Regions from separate parts of the Zea mays genome. Here region 2 is linked to region 1. Evidence: chromatin contacts called from public Hi-C data. All regions are on one chromosome and are shown on one strand. The core of a region is the stretch at or near the end of the contact, and the rest is flanking DNA. Distances in the headings are between cores, read along the strand shown. Region 1 has its middle 83 kb from the start of LOC109939901. Region 2 holds the start of LOC109939901 (transcription factor MYB30).

Region 1 (4,740 bases), core at 757-3,256:
GCCACTCCACAGAGCGAGGCTGACAGGCAGCCAGGCCCGGCCTCAGGCACCATAGGAAACTCCGCTTCGCCCGACCCAGGGCTCGGACTCGGGCTAAGCCCCGGAAGACGGCGAACTCCGCTCCGCCCGACCCAGGGCTCGGACTCGGGCTAAGCCCCGGAAGACGGCGAACTCCGCTCCGCCCGACCCAGGGCTCGGACTCGGGCTCAGCCCCTGAAGACGGCGAACTCCGCTTCGCCCAACCCAGGGCTCGGACTCAGGCTCAGCCCCTGAAGACGACGAACTCCGCTTCGCCCGACCCCAGGGCTCGGACTCAGCCCTGGCCTCAGCCGACGGTCTCCGCCTCGCCCGACCCATGGGCTCGGACTCGACCTCGGCCTCGGAAGACAGACTCGACCTCGACCTCAGAGGAGCCTCCACATCGCCCAACCTAGGGCGCGGACCGACCACGTCAACAGGAGGCGCCATCATTACCCTACCCCAAGCTGACTCAGGCTACGGGGAACAAGACCGGCGTCCCATCTGGCTCGCTCCGCCAGATAAGCAATGATGGCGCCCCGCACGCTCTGTGACGACGGCGGCTCTCAGCCCCCTTACGGAAGCAAGAGGACGTCAGCAAGGACTCGACAGCTCCGACAGCTGTCCTTCCGCCAGGCTTCAGCGCTCCTCCGACGGCCACGACACCACACGAACCGGGTGCCAAAACCTCTCCGGCTGCCACGATGGCATGTACTTAGGCGCTAGCTCTCCTCCGCTAGACACGTTAGCACTCTGCTACACCCCCATTGTACACCTGGATCCTCTCCTTACGCCTATAAAAGGAAGGACCAGGGCCCTCTTACAGAGGGTTGGCCGCGCGGGGAAGAGGACGGGACAGGCGCTCGCTCCCTCTCCCGCGTGGACGCTTGTAACCCCCTACTGTAAGCGCACCCGACCTGGGCGCGGGACGAACACGAAGGCCGCGGGATTTCCACCTCTCTCACGCCCGTCTCTGGCCGCCTTTTCCCCCTTCGTGCTCGGCCTCGCGCCGACCCATCTGGGCTGGGGCACGCGGCGACATTTCACTCGTCGGCCTAGGGACCCCCGGTCTCGAAACGCCGACAATTAAGCATCATGGATATCACAGCAGGGCATCGACTCCATACAATTAGAAAAATAACAAACTAGAGAACAGTTACCGATTCAATTAAAATTCCAAGCAAACATTGCTGATTCTTGCTGAGGCCTTCTATCGAGCACTTGGTAAATATCACGTGGCTAGCTTCGTCTTCACCCGACGCTTGGGATTTCTTGACGATGCACGGAACGACGACGAGATCGAGTTTGGAGCGAGCTTGTGAGGACATGAATCCAGTGAGGGAGAGGGTGACGCAAGCTTCGACCACCGGCAAGTGCAGTATCGATGACGATGACCGAGGCGGGGTTGACTAGCGTGACAAGCGCGTGCAGGGGCAAGGGCAAGCGGTTGGGAGACGGCAGCACGGTTTGGGCAAGACTGCGCGAGCACTGGACGAGAAAAACGATGGCGCGGCAACGAGGTGGCGAGACGAGGATGGCATCTGGCGATAGAGGGCGACGACGCGTGAACTTGCAAAGCTTTCCCACTAGGAGCGGCGTTCAGCGAACTCCAGAGAGCGCGATCGGCGAGGGAGCGTCCACGTGGATGTTGAGAAGGAGACGACGGCCACGAGCAGCAAACAACAACGTCGGCGAGCTGACACCAAGCGAACTGCTGCAGATGACCGAGCACGAGCATCAAGCATTCAGCTGACGGTCAGAGCCCATGTCGGGTTGACAAAAGGGAGACGCACGAGGCACGACGCCCTGCTGTCATATCCATGATGCTGGACGCAGAGAGCGCACCCGGGGCATGGAGGATGACGACAAGCGGAGCGCACAGAAGGAAGCAGGATGACCGGCGAGGCCCCCACGCGCTTTGCGAGTAGCGCAACGGATCCGGATTTGCCTGCCCCCATCCAGCCGTCCATCCACAATGAGGCAATTCACGAGACCGGACAGCCGGCCCCCTAATCCACGTCACGGCGCGGAGCAGGGAGGGCACCGAGCACCATAGGGATGGAGGCGAGGTCCGACGACTCGGCGCGAGCGAGTAGAGGGAACTAGGCGAGCTCCAAGGAGCACGACACGGAGGAGCACATGGCTGCGCGCAGAGGCGAACAGAGAGATGGGCACCATGGGCGAGCTGCACAGCCGGCGAGCACGCGCGCGCAGTAACGAACGGACACCAGGGTGCGCGCACAGGGAACTTCGGTTGGGCGCGAGCACAGGGAGCGAGCAGAGCCGAGCGCGCAGGGCTCCATGGTGCGGTGGCCATGGCGAACGCCAGGGCGCGCGGCCGAGCTGGAGCCAAGCGCCAGGAAGGGGATGGGCTAGAGCAGCGAGCTGCAGAGGCCGTGCTCGGCAGAGAGCTGCGGCGCGATGGGGGAAGAAGACGTGCGCAGGGGACAAACTTCGCGTGCGCCTTGAGAGGGAGAAGCTTGGGGAAGAAACCGTGGCCAGGGAGAGGCGGTCGAGCTGAAGGAGCGGCGCGCCGAGGACCGGGAACAGGGGCGCGGACGGCGGGCAAGGAACTCCACGGCGCGCAGGGAGCAGAGCGTGGGAGAAGCTGAGGTCGATGAGGGAGCTGGGCGCGGCTGGGCTGGGCGACCACGACGAGGGAGCTCGGGGAAAAAAACTGCGACACGCAGGAAGCCGGGCGCGAGCGAGCAGTGTTGGGATACGATAGCTCGCTGTCCTACGAACGTCGGCTTCAGAGAAGAAGACTGTACCTCACAAACTCACACACACTCTACTGACTCAAGAGAGATTTTTGCCGCGCTAAGTTGCGACGTTTTCTGATGCATATTTATCAACGGAAACGATTACACTGGGAAGACTCGAGTGTCTTCACGATGCCCGTCTTTAGCGCGTCCATCCCCACGCTCGCACATCGTGAAAGCATCTGCGTCTCTGGGTGACCGCGCGACTCGCTCCACCACAACCACTGAACCACACTACGCACGACGTCCACAAATTCTAGAGCTCGTGCAGCACTAAAACTAACTAATGCATGCACCTAACTTGATGACTACAAAAATAACGTGACAAGGCTTATTATTCCAACAAGTCTCCTCCTAAGCCTTGTTCACTTGTCTAGTGTCGACGAGGCCGAGCTTGGAACGCAGCTGAACAAACTGGTCTCGCCCTAGTGCCTTCGTTAGGATGTCTGCTAGTTGGAGCTTGGTGTCAACTGGCTCAACATCTACCCTGCCTTCCTCGACGCACTCATGAATATAATGATATTTGACATCTATGTGCTTGCTTCGATCATGAAAGATAGGATTTTTGCTTAACTGAATAGCAGACTGATTGTCAATCTTCAGAGTGATAGTGTCTGCATTTTTTTCCTCTGAGCTCTGCAAGTAGGCACGATAACCACACTCCTTGACAAGAAGCCGTTGCAGCTGCAATATATTCTGCCTCACAACTAGAGAGTGCCACCACTTTCTGCTTCTGAGATTGCCAGGTGATCACACTTTTGTCGTAGTCGATCCCAAATCGCTGAGCATAGCCCTTTGCGACGAGACACGCCTTATGCCTGACGATGATCCCCGTGGTGTCCTTCTTCAGTTTGTAGACCCACTTGAGTCCGATTGGGCACTGTCCCGGAGGAGGGTCCACCAGCTCCCAGGTTCCATTTGCTTCAATGGAGGTGATATCGTAAATCATGGCGAGTCTCCAGCACTCGTGTGCCTGAGCCTCCTCAAATGTGGCTGGCTCCTCGGTGTCGGCCTGGCACTCCTGCATGGCCAGTTCCTGGGTCACCACTCCTGTATTCGAAGCAGCCCCAAAAATGTTGCTAATGGTGCGAAACCGATGCGCAGCATTGACGTCGTCGTCTGCGTCCAGCATCTCCTCAACCCGGCTGGGAGGAGCACCAGCTCGACCATTTTCCCCGGGCTCGCGGTAGGCAGTGCTGAAAACGGGGATCCTGTCGGTGGCACAGGTGTGCCCGTCGGCGAGTGGGCCTGGACCGATGTCTGCGCTCCCAAAGGAGTGAACTCCCGTGTACGAGGACCTGTCACAGAAGCAAATCCAGGAAATGTGTTGACGACGGGGTCGATAGTGAAGTCGAGGGGATCCTCCTGCTTGCCCTTCCAATCCCAGCAGGCGTCCTCGTTGAAGACGACGTCGCGGCTGACTTGGACCCAACCTGTTCCAGGGTCATAGGCTCGATACGCCTTGGAGCCAGGTTCGTACCCGACGAAGATCATCGGACGACTGCGATTGTCAAGTTTCTTAAGGTGTGACGTGGCGTGCTTGACGTGGGCGACACAGCCAAAGGTGCGCAGATGCTGTACTGCCGGCGTCACTCCATTCATCAGCTCGTATGGAGTCTTGCATCCATTTCCCTTGGTCATGGTACGATTGAGGACGTACACGGCCGTCATAATCGCCTCCCCCCAGAACCAGCCTGGGAGGGATTTCGCCTTGAGCATGCTCCTCGCCGCACCGACGAGGGTTTGGTTGCGGTGTTCCACAACTCCGTTCTGTTGTGGCGTGAATGGCGCAGTTAGTTCTCGGCCGACCCCGAGCTCGGTGCAGTAGTCGGAGAGGCTTCGGGAGGTGAACTCTCCACCCCGGTCCGTGCGCAGAGCGCGTAGCTGAAGCCCCATCTTGCGCTCCGCCGCAGCCTGGACGTGCTTGATGGCCTGTGGTGCGCCATTCTTGGTAGGCAGC
Region 2 (4,740 bases), core at 1,628-4,127, 82 kb before region 1:
TGATGTCATACCACTAGAGATGTTCCTAAAATTCCGACTTATATAACAAATCTAATATTTTAATATAGATATACATAAAATTTAAAGCTATTTTTTGACAATATTATTAAGAATATTATGAAGTATTTAAATAAATTTTTATATAACTTTTTATGTACATTATTTTCTCTCTATAACAAAAAAGGTGAAAAAACATCCGAATCCGTATTCGGATACACATCCAAATTTTATATCAATTATTTAAAAAATATAGAACGAATTTAATATTTATATTTTGTGAAGATTAATAGCATCAATGCTAAAAACAAGAATATAAATTTACATAGCAAATTCTATATGTTATTTGTTCGCAATCGAAAAAAGAAGATCAAAAAGTTGACATCCGAATAAATATTCGGATCCATCCCTACATACCACGACGATAATATTTCATAATTAATATAATAATACTAGTTATGTATAAGTATAATATTACTTTAGCACATTTTATATATTCAGTTAAGTTTGAGATTATTTAACTTGTTAATTAAGATTAAGAAGTAGTCTTTCAATTTTTTTTTGGACAAGGGGAGTAACTCACTGCTAACTTTCCAGGACATCTGTTTTCCCTGCCCAATACACTGAACCTGATGTGCCCCCCATATGTCAATGATCTTAGGTTTCACCTGAGGTAATTAATTTAGGAATGTAGTAAGCAAGAGAAGAATTTGGAAGGTAAAATTGTTGGCAAGCGTATTTAACCGCTGGGGCCATCTCATTTATGGCATATACTTACAAGCAACAGCCGCATCTGATTGTGACGCCAGCGAAAGAACGAACGAACGAACGAAATGGTGCTAGTATTCTTTCTCTAGGGAAGGTGGAATCACCCGACCGATCGAGTACGTTGCCCAGCATTTTCTCGTCACCGGAAAATGGGGGGAACAAGATGGCAGGAGAAAAATAAAGAAAAAGAAAATACGATGCTCTAGCTCTAATCCTGCCTGCATGTAACCAGGCCCCTAATAAGCTTTGATTTCTGCATTCTAGTTACAAGACGCTCAAGTCCCTCATGTCGCCGGCCTCCAGCAGCATCTTGAGCCAGAACTCCATGTCCTGGTCCCTGGTGGACGACGAGGGCGGGCCGGCGATGCCCAGCTCATCCCCGTCCATGGCGCAAAGGCCCAGGTCCGTGACGTCCGCCGACGACCAGAAGCTGTCGTCGATGGCCGGGAACTCGGCGGAGCTGAAGCTCTCCATCTCCATCTCCATCTCCATCTCCGCCTTGCCGGCGCCGCCGACCTGCAGCTGCTCCTCCTGGCGGCTGGTGGCGGCCGCGTTGTCGGGCGACGACGACACGGCCGCGGCGGAGAACGTGACGCCGCTGCTCACGCTGCTCGACTGCCCCGGCGACGCCGGCTGCCGCTCGCTGCTGTCCACGTCGGCGGCTGGTCTCTTGGTGGCGCCGGCGGTCCTGGTCCTGCTTTTGCGCGCCTTCTTCTCCTGCCGTCCGCCGGTGCCGCCGCCGTCGTCGCCCCCCAGGCGCTTCTTGATGTGGGTGTGCCACACGTTCTTGATCTCGTTGTCGGTGCGCCCCGGCAGCTGCGCGGCGATCGCTGACCACCTGCGTTGTTGCCACGTAAACGTTCAGCAATCGGAGGAGCCCCGGAGCCAGGAACACGACACGTCCGACGAGGAGAAACAGTCGAGTTCAGCAACTAGTGGGGCTCTAATCTCATGTGCGGTTTAATTTTTTTTTTTAACTGGTAGGATGGGCGCTGCATCAGCCCCCATTTTCCGAAGTGTGCGTGGTCCTGTTTCAGGGCCAGGATCAGCTTTGCAAGTGGCGAAATGGCGTTGCTGCTGTCAGGCAGGCAGGCAGAGGCAGCGCAGGATTTTATTTCACCACGCGAGGCCAAACGAGACGGAATCTCCGGCCTGGACTGGATTGGGTACCTCGCAAGTGGGGCTATGGCCATGGATTGTCCTCTCTCCGAGTGGACGGGTTTCGAGGCGGCTATGGCCATGGCCGCCGAGCAATGCAATGATAAAAGGCGTACTAGCAAAAAGCTTGAAAAGATGGCGAGGAGTATTTTTTTCCATACATCTGAACCACTGTTGCAGGCTGCAGCGCGCAGACTTTTTTTTTATGTTCCAGAGAGGGAAGAAAAAAACAAATGCCTCTGTTTTCTTTCGATGGAGAGAAGAAATGACGAGCAGGGGGGGGGCAAAGGAGTTGGCAGCTCGGGAGCGGGGTGTCGCTGACGGACGGACCTGTTCCCGAGCTCGCGGTGGAGGCGGACGACGAGGGCCTCCTCGTCGGCGGTGAAGTTGCCGCGCTTGATGTCCGGGTGGAGGTAGTTGATCCAGCGCAGGCGGCAGCTCTTGCCGCAGCGGAGCAGCCCCGCCTGCCGGGGCAGCGCGCGCCAGTTGGGGTGCCCGTTCTGCCGGACGTAGGCCACCAGGCGCTGGTCCTCCTCGGGGCTCCACGCGCCCCGCCGCAGCCCCTTCTTCTCGCAGCACGGCGCCCTCCCCATCGGTCGTCCAAGTGCGCTGGCGACGCGGGGGGAGGTGCTGTGCCTCCGACTCCGAGTGGCTGGCTATAGCTAGTTAGCCGGCGACGGCCGCAGCAGGGCCAGGAGAGAGTGGAGCGGCGAGCTGGAGCACGACGGGGACGGACGGGCTGTCCCTATTTATTATGGGCAGGAGGGTGCGGGAGGATCGCCGTCGCCGGGGCACATTTGGAAAACGTGCGAGGTGATGAGACGAGACGCGACGCTCGCTTGCGTTTTGCTTCCACGGGTGCGGGTGGGCCCCGTCGCCCGTGCGCTGGCTGCCTGGCCGGGCCCGCACGCTGCAGTGCTGCGCGTTGGCCGCAGCTTTGGCCTTTGGACTCGTGCAGGGATTCATTCAGCTGAGCCTGGGCAGTTAGCAGCACCGTTCTCCTTTTCCTACTTCTTTTTCCTCATCTGAGAAACGTAGGGACGATGGGAGGAATGAATCTTTTGGAAAATCATATACTTACTAGTCCCCTTTCGAAATGGAGGAAATGATGAAGGAATTTTGGACGATTGAATTTTCCTATAGAGAGAATACAAGAATTCTTTTAAAGTTCCTATGAAATGAACTATCCCATACACCTTCCGGAGTCCAACCCTCTGGTTTTTGTTTTTCCCTTGTGCCTTAGGATTCTTCTCTTGCGCGCCATTCACATGCCTTTATTCACAACTTTTCTGCGTTCTAGCTTTCTAATTAAAGGATTTCAAGTGCACGATTCATTTCAATCTTCTGCCTTTTTTTTCTTCTGTTCTATTGCTTTATTTTATCCTTAAAATACACTCTCTCTCCGTTCCAAAATATAGTTTTTAGCCCTTCTTTTTTCTTTTCACGTTCGAATGAATAGTAACGAATATATACATGCATATAAACTACATTTATAAATTAGTTAATGAATGCATGTTTAGTCTAGAACTAATACTAGTATCTTTGGGGTGGAGGGAGTATGAAAACCAACTCCAAGAGAAAAGTGTCCACTAATGGCTAGTTTGGGAAACCCAATTTCCTAAGGGATTTCTATTTTCCCTTGGTAAATTGGGGTTCCTAAACTAGCCCTAAAAAAACTTTTAAGGCACATTCATAATGAATTCACATACATACTTAGTTGCTCACATGTAAACGTTATTAATGCAGATTCAGTCTAGAAAAATTCATATGAAAATAATAATTTTTAAAATGAACGTGCACTAGAAGACAAAATCACTATAGTTTTGTTGGGGACCATAATTAGGGGTACCCCTAAGACTCCTAATCTCAGCTGGTAACCCCCATCAGCACAAAGCTGCAAAGGCCTGATGAGTGCGATTAAGTCAAGGCTCGGTCCACTCAAGGGCCACGATCTCGCCTCGCCCGAGCCCAGCCTCGGGCAAGGGCAGCCGACCCCGGAGGATTCACGTCTCGCCCGAGGGCCCCCTCAAGCAACGGACACACCTTCGGCTCGCCCGAGGCCCAGTCTTCGCCAAGAAGCAACCTTGGCCAGATCGCCACGCCGACCAACCGTATCTCAGAAGCATTTAATGCAAGGATGACCTGACACCTTATCCTGACGCGCGCCCTTCAGTCGACAGAGCCGAAGTGACCACAGTCACTTCGCCGCTCCACTGACCGGCTTGACAAGAGGACAGCGCCGCCTGCGTCGCTCCGACTGCTGTGCCACTCGACGGAGTGAGGCTGACAGCAGCCAAGTCCGGCTTCGGACGCCATAGGAAGCTCCGCCTCGCCCGACCCCAGGGCTCGGCCCCCGTCTCGGCCTCGGACGATGAACTCCGCCTCGCCCGACCCAGGGCTCAGACTCGGTCTCGGCTCCGGAAGACGATGAACTCCGCCTCGCCCGACCCCAGGGCTCGGACTCGGCCTCGGCTCCGGAAGACGACGAACTCCGCCTCGCCCGACCCAGGGCTCGGACTCGGCCTCGGTTCCGGAAGACGACGAACTCCGCCTCGCCCGACCCCCGGGGCTCGGACTCAGCCTTGTCCTCAGACGATGGTCTCCGCCTCGCCCGACCCGGGGCTCGGACTCGACCTCGACCTCGGAAGACAGACTCGACCTCGACCTCGGAGGAGCCACCGCCTCGCCCGACCCAGGGCTCGGACCGACCACGTCACAGGGGGGCCATCATTACCCTACCCCTAGCTAGTTCAGGCTAAGGGGAACAAGACCGGCGTCCCATCTGGCTCGCCCCGGTAAACAAATAATGATGGCGCC

The links. Hi-C and Micro-C count contacts between places; a contact is called where the count stands out from the background.
Region 2: a contact with region 1 is called in a Hi-C map of ear, with 2.6 times the contacts expected there. The contact joins the promoter of LOC109939901 here to the enhancer-like site in region 1. A contact is called at or near these places in 3 of 25 Hi-C or Micro-C datasets (ear, leaf and root tip).

What each region holds. Positions count from the first base shown.
Region 1 is chr5:29,608,462-29,613,201 of Zm-B73-REFERENCE-NAM-5.0, reverse strand. No RefSeq gene overlaps it. Among protein-coding and RNA genes, the nearest start is that of LOC109939901, 83 kb to the left of the region's middle. Within about 2 kb of position 2,006, at least 18 of the 20 cell types and tissues checked have an H3K27ac peak or open chromatin away from gene starts, as enhancers often do. A contact at or near this core is called in ear and leaf, where this site is marked.
Region 2 is chr5:29,691,662-29,696,401 of Zm-B73-REFERENCE-NAM-5.0, reverse strand. It overlaps LOC109939901 (transcription factor MYB30), which reads right to left and starts at 2,877. Exons shown (of 2, transcript XM_020538288.1): 1 at 2,254-2,877; 2 at 812-1,603. The coding sequence starts at 2,516. The coding sequence ends at 1,030.